Linked DNA regions of Mus musculus: region 2 is linked to region 1. A link is a contact called in public HiChIP or PLAC-seq data. All regions are on one chromosome and are shown on one strand. The core of a region is the stretch at or near the end of the contact, and the rest is flanking DNA. Distances in the headings are between cores, read along the strand shown. Region 1 overlaps Shroom3 (shroom family member 3). Region 2 overlaps Shroom3 (shroom family member 3).

Region 1 (3,491 bases), core at 576-3,075:
ATATGTAGGATCACAGGGCTCCCAATGGAGGAGCTAGAGAAAGTACCCAAGGAGCTAAAGGGATCTTCAACCCTATAGGTGGAACAACATTATGAACTAACCAGTACCCCTGAGCTCTTGACTCTAGCTGCATATGTATCAAAAGATGGCCTAGTCGGCCATCACTGGAAAGAGAGGCCCATTGGACACGCAGACTTTGTGTGCCCCGGTACAGGGGAACGCCAGGGCCAAAGGGGGGGAGTGGGTGGGTAGGGGAGTGGGGGTGGGTGGGTAAGGGGGACTTTTGGTATAGCATTGGAAATGTAAATGAGCTAAATACCTAATAAAAAACGGAAAAAAAAAGAAATATATATGTAATTGCTCATGCATGAGTATTTCTGAATGGATCCTATGATGAATTCCAGTCATTTGTTTTGATGGATGCCCGCATGTATGTATATGCACCATGTATGTTACCTGGTGCCCTCAGAGGCCAGAAGAAGGTGTTGGATCCCCTGTAACGGGAGTTATAGACAGTTATGAGCCACTATGTGCTGGGAACCAAACCCAGGTCCTCTGGAAGTGCAGTCAGTGATTCTAACAACTGAGCCAGCTCTCCAGCCCCTAAACAAATCTTACTACTAGACTCATAATTGCCTTTGGCAACTCTGTGATTGTCTGGCTAATTTCACATTTCCTGCAAATTAGAGAGCATAGCAGTTATAAAATCCCGTTAAAGCTTTAAAGTTCCAACTGTCATGGTCTCCCAATGTGACTATATTTGGAGCTGAAGCCTTAAAAGAATTAAATTATAACGAGGCCATGAAGATGGTTGGTAATCTGATCTGACTGGCCAGGCAAGTGAATACCCAAAGAGAGACCACAGAAAGAAGCAACCTGAAACCCAAGCATGGAAACTCCAAGGAAAGCTACCATGCCACCACCACCACCACCACCACCACCACCCCACCCCCCGCCCCATCATGGGCTGAATCTTCAACTGTGAGCCAGAGGGAAGTCTTGCTTCTTTCAGTGCTTTATCAGGCACTTTGTATTAGCAACGATAAGCTGTAATCTTGCTGGACAGCGCTGGTGCACATGTTAGATCCCAGCAATTGGGAGGCAGAGGCAGGTGACTCTCTCTGAGCCTGAGGGCAGCAGCCTGGCCAACAGTGTTGAGTTCTAAGACAGTCAGGGCTACACAGAAATCCTGGCTCAACAATCAAACAACAACAAAAAACAAAATATAAATAAATAAATAAATAAATAAATAAATAAATAAACTGCAACTGTACATTTGCATGTTTTACTGCACGTAAGTCATGCTTAAGTGCGACACTTTAAATAAAATAATTTAACTAGCCAATGAAAGCATGAAACAAAAGAAAAAAATAAGAGTAGGCCTACTCTAAGGATAAGAATTTAATATAAGATGAAAAAAATGTTTATTTTCCTCCTCCTCCTTCTCATTAACCCACCCACATACCCACATGGTGCTGAGAACCGAACTCAAACTTCACCCAGGGAGGAAAGCACTCTATCATTGAGCTACATCCCCGGACCAACACAACTTTCATTTTAATGAATGAAAGCATAAATAGATTTAGATAATTCTGGTACCAGCAAAGATAAAATCTGAGTCCTCTGTGTTTATGTGTGTGTGTGTGTGTGTGTATGATGTGTACGTATGTATGAAAGTCTCACATTGCATATGTAGAGGTCAGAGGACAACCTTGGATGCCCCTCCTCCTTTGTTTCACACAGGGTCTCTGTCGTCTGCCTCTGTATATGCCAGGCTAGCAGACTTGCAAGCGTCCGGGGATGCTGCCTCCTCCTCCTCCACTCCCCATCTTGCTGTAGGAATGCGGTGATTGCGTGATTGCGCATGCATCAACTGCATCTGGCTCTACACAGGTCCGGGAGGTCCGAACTCTGGTCCTCATGCTCGTATCTCCCCAGTTCCCCACCCCTTCCTTCCTTTTTTAAAACTATAAGTACGTTTGCCAGCCATGAGACACAGTGTAGGAGATGAACGCTTTTGAAGTAACTGGAGAAGAAATCATACGGTGATACAGAAATGGTACCTGCTGGAAATCTGTGCAAATTCAAAACCCGCTTTAGACCGGCTCCTGTGAAAGTTGGGTTAAGCTCTGGAGCAGGAATGTATTCAGAGGTCAACAGCCAGAGAGAAGGTGGGGGTGGGGGCTGCCCGGCAGTGATTCACTTGGTAGTTTAAAACTGCCTTTTATTCTTATTCCTGTAACCTCTATAGAACCCGTGAAGAATGGGGGTGTTTTCTCTAATGCATGGAATTGTAGTAACAGACCAAAGTCTCCTTGAACACTGCCAGTAAAGAAAACGCAGCATCTGTGACTGGCTAAACTGGGTGGGATGGTAACCTAATCTGTAGCTGCTGTTTGAATCCTGTTCATTATAATCATGTAGCGCCGTACAGTGAGAATGCACTGGGAGGTTTTCAACGCGAGCGTTTTCAAAGACTACATTCCTCATTAGACCTTCCCCATTAAGCCATGCTTGAGTGATGCTACACAGCTGAATACTTGGGATTTTTTCCCCCTCTTGTCTCAGTCTGAAGACAAAGGATTCTTCCGCTTGCCAAAGTTCCCCCAGAGCCTAGGTTGAGGCGCTGTGACAGCGCTCCGGTGGGGAGCGGGGAGCTTTTTATTCAGCTTTCTGTCAGGCCTCATTCACTAAATAGGGATCGGGTTGGACCCGTATATGAAGACCCCCCCCCGCCCCCCAAAAAAATTCAGTGGAGGAAAACGTTGCCCAGGCAGAGCCTTGCATCCTGTTTGCCTTCAGAGATGCTGAGTCATGATGCACACAAGGCTTAAGGACCAGATTCTTTTGGTTCTAACTTCTTCACAGACACAGCATCATCAGCAAGTTTGCTATTAGTGCTAGCTGGGAGGATAGCCCTGGGTTCAACACCCAGTATTAAAAAAGGAAGGAAGGAAGGAAGGAAGGAAGGAAGGAAGGAAGGAAGGAAGGAAGGGGAAGCCTTGTAGGTAGGTAGGTAGGTAGGTAGGTATACTATTCCATTCCTAACTCCACCCCAGCTCCCTCTCCCCCATCTTAGGCCCCCATTGATCTACTGTGTGTCCTTGGATTTGCCTTTTCTGGGTTGCATGTTCTTTTGTGCTGGCTTCTTTCAGCAAGCATCAGGTCTTTGAGGTCCGTCCATCTTGTAACATATATATCTCACCATATCCAGTTCCTCTTTCCTGACAAGTTGTATTCCATTGCGTTCTATATTACATTTTGTTTATACAGCCGATGGCCATTTGGATCTTTTTACACTTATTGGTTAGCATGAAATTGTGAGTCCATAGGCAGTTAAGTCCTTCTATGGATGTATCTTTAAATATAGGTCACGGGTTTTACATTGTAAGGATTGCATTACTTTTTAATGTACTCCATACATGTGAGTATCAGCATGTATGTATGTCCATGTGCATGTGGCAGGAAGGTGTGATCTGCTGGATGTGGGT
Region 2 (3,491 bases), core at 651-3,150, 210 kb before region 1:
CTCCCAGCACTCTTCTCTCCCTGCCTGAAGCTTTAGCGCTGCGGAAGGAGCATTTATTTATCAGGTAGGTGAGGTGTCTAAATGCAGACAGAATGCAAAAAGCTAACCAGCATACACATTCTCACGGTGTGACTGTGCCTTTCTACTTGTGTCCAATATTTGTACTCTTCATTACTATGGAAAGTGTGACATGGGCTAGGATGCCCTCTGTCTGACTTTGGGTGTCCCTGTGTGCTGAAACTTTGTGGTCCACTGACAAGACACAGGTAGCACATCCTAATCTGAAAACCAAAATTGTTCTCAAACTCAAATTTTTCTGACCACAGAGACCAACCCAACTCTACCTCCTGTGTGCTGAGGGTAAAGATGTGTGCCACCACATCCAAACCCCTGTCATTTCTCTTTTTTGTTTTAAAGATTTGTTTTATATATGTGAGTACAGTGTTACTATCTTCAGACACACCAGAAGAGGGCATCAGATCCCATTACAATGCTTGTGAGCCACCATGTGGTTGCTGGGAATTGAACTCAGGACCTCTGGTAGGACAGCCATCTCTCCAACTGCCCTCCCCGCTCCCCCCCAGTCATTTCTAATAAGGGACATTTGGCCCACATAACACACAGCAGGACAGATGAATCTGTGGCCTCGGTCTGGTCCAGCAATTCTCAAAGTACCACTTGAAAATATTACAACTGGCACCTGAGTGCTGCTGTATGTTCTACAAAGTCTTTTTACCTAGCAAATTTAATCTTTGCAATGATCTAGGGAGTGTTGCAGGCGACTGAAACACGGGGTACTTAACGTATTTAGGATCACAAAGAGATGGTAAAATACAGAGCCTAAGCTACAGCAAGCCCCCAAGGATGCCTTAACTACCTTTTCCCATTGGGCCACTGCCCTATAGGCTTCCTTAGGGACCTATAGGGCAGAAAGTTCCCTTAAAAAGCACTGTCTTATGCTACATCAGTAGTTCTCAACCCAGGAGTCACAACCCCTTTTGGGGTCAAATGACTCCTGAGGTCACAGAGGTCCCCATGTCAGATATCCTGTATCCTGATATTTATCTTATGACTCATAACAGTAGCAAAATGACAGTTATGAAGTAGCAATGAAATAATTATATGATTGCAGGTCACCACCACTGTATTAAAGGGTCGCAGCATTACGAAGGTTGAGAACCGCTGCTCTAGAAGAGCCTTCGGACTCCTCTGGCAGAGCTGATGTGGGTGATTTCTGACTTTCTTCCCTTCCCTCACCACCAGCAACTTAACCTCCACCCGAAGACACAAATGGTGCCAGGTGACGAGAGACTGAGGAAGCTTCCAGTGTTCCAAGAAAGCTCAGGGACAAACTGCACTAGTTCTGTTCCCATCTGTGACTGCCAGTTGCCACACTCTCCTGGGTTTCTGGGACCTGCCTGGTCTTCTTCCAGGCTGGAAGCAACACCTGTCTTGGGTACCAGGTCCTGGCCCCATCAGTACCAACCAGACAGTCAGTTTTGGGATATAAAAGTGCACAGGAGAGCAGGTAGGGAGGCCTATGATCATTAGCCTGGCTGGGCAGAAACGGGGCCTTCCACACACTAGGCATTAGCACACAAGAGGGAGTTGCCTTAGAAGACAGGGTACCGACAGTCAGCCAGGCCAGGCTGGGGCAGGAAATACCCTGGGAGCTAGCTGTCTGTCAGCCCGAGGGTCTCCTCCTGCTGCAACCCTGACGTGTCAAGCCTGGGAAAAGTACAGAATCCAGGACAAAGGGGAGGTACTGGGCTGTGACCCCACTTCACGAATCCAGCTGTGCATCACTGGCCTCCGCCCTGGCCGGCCCTGGCTCTGTAGGGGAGACAGCCTCCTCTCACCACACATTCCAGCTGCTGGTAGGGAAGGGGTAACCATGGGAACCAACACAAAGGCCTGAATGTTGGAGGAAAAGACTGGAGGCGACAGTGAAGAGGCTGAGAGGGACTTCAGTCTTGCGGTCTCCCAACAGCCAAGCCTACTGTTGTGAGACTGAGGCTTAGTCAGGGCCTGCCCACAGTCAAGCCCCAAAGGCCTCAAGGGCGGCAGGGCAGCCTGAGGGTGCTAATCTTGTAGGGCCCTCTTTAACATTTTTTTCCCCTATTCAGTGTGTAGTGTCCTAAAATGCCTATCGACTACTGAGATAATACAGTCAGTTTGGAACCCCGGAGAAGGTACACGGTGACGTTTCCACCAATACAGAGCCACGGACCACACTTTGCAAAGGGCCCTCCCTTCACCAGGAAGCTCCTGTCTGTGGTCAGAGCTGCCCGCTCCCTGTACATGCTGCTGGTGTCGGGCAGATAGATGCCCCTTAGGTAGCTGAAGCAGCCCTGAGATTCCAGGTGTCTAGGGAACTCTACCTTACGAAGGAGAAACAGTTGTAATTCCAAGTACCCAGCTTAACATTCGAGATGAAGGCTGGGGTGCGGGAGATAGTAACAGTGTCCTGTGCTGATTGGCTTTTGTCAGCTTAACTCAAGCTGGCATCTCCTGGGAAGAGGGACCCTCGACTGGGAAATTGCCTCCATCAGATTCCATCAGGTTGGACTGTGGGCATGTCTGTGGGCATATTGTTGATAAATGATGGATGTGGGAGGCGCCTACTGTGGGAGGCACCACCGCTGGGCAGGTGATCCCGGCCGGGATGTATAACAAGGCAAGCCGAGAGCGAGCCGCTGAGAGCAAGCCAGTAAGCAGCCTTCCTCCACAGTTCCGCCCTGACTGCAGTACTTGTATCTGCATCTGGCTGCTGGGTCTTCATAGTCAGGTTCCATGCTACTACTAGGATTTCGTTTTACTGGATTTACAAAGTTACTGAACCTTTTCCTCCTACAGAGCAATGCCGAGAGACACATGCCTTGGCTTCCATTCTCCTGGAGGATGGAAACTGTTTTAGCCTGTGCTGTAGGGATCCCTCCACAGCTGCCCCAGGGTCTAGGTCAAAGCCCTGTGGTTTCAGTTCATGCTGAGGGACTGGCTTACTGGAATTTACTTGGAGCTCCTCTGCCAAGGTGTGAGGACAGTATCAGCGCACTCAGAGCCGGGAATGGTGGAACGCAACTGTAGTTCCAGCTCTGGACGGGATGAGACAGGAGGATGGAGAATTCAAGGCCAGCCTGGACTATACACCAAGAGTGTCTCAAAAAAGTGTGTGTGTGTGTGTGTGTGTATGTGTGCGAGCATGTGTGTCTGTGTGTGCATACAGCAGTGTGTGCTCGAGAGCGCTGTGTGTGTGCGTGTGTAAGTGTACATGAGTGTGTGAGCACATGCGTGTGCATGTGTGTGTGCGCGCATGTGTATGCATGCTTGTGTGTGCATGAGTGTGTGTGTGAGCTGTGTGCCCACTTGTGCCAGTGCATGTATCTGTGTGTGCGCGCGCACATACACACACGCACATGCATGTGTCTGACTACACATTCTCCTCCACCACCGTTCATTTGCATGCAGTACGTAAGGGTGACACAAAGGTC

What was found. HiChIP or PLAC-seq counts read pairs in DNA pulled down with a chosen protein or histone mark.
Region 2: a contact with region 1 is called in an H3K4me3 HiChIP or PLAC-seq map of embryonic basal ganglia, with 2.6 times the contacts expected there. The contact joins two enhancer-like sites. A contact is called at or near these places in 1 of 39 promoter capture datasets (embryonic stem cells) and 5 of 115 datasets of contacts at active chromatin or transcription factors (embryonic basal ganglia, embryonic hindbrain, embryonic stem cells and 1 more).

The regions. Positions count from the first base shown.
Region 1 is chr5:92,697,660-92,701,150 of GRCm38.p6, reverse strand. All of the region lies in intron 1 of Shroom3 (shroom family member 3), which reads right to left. Among named protein-coding and RNA genes, the nearest start is that of Shroom3, 16 kb to the right of the region's middle. Within about 2 kb of position 1,825, at least 77 of the 459 cell types and tissues checked have an H3K27ac peak or open chromatin away from gene starts, as enhancers often do. A contact at or near this core is called in embryonic basal ganglia and stem cell-derived neural progenitor cells, where this site is marked.
Region 2 is chr5:92,904,075-92,907,565 of GRCm38.p6, reverse strand. All of the region lies in intron 2 of Shroom3 (shroom family member 3), which reads right to left. Among named protein-coding and RNA genes, the nearest start is that of Gm36764, 100 kb to the left of the region's middle. Within about 2 kb of position 1,900, at least 139 of the 459 cell types and tissues checked have an H3K27ac peak or open chromatin away from gene starts, as enhancers often do. A contact at or near this core is called in embryonic basal ganglia and stem cell-derived neural progenitor cells, where this site is marked.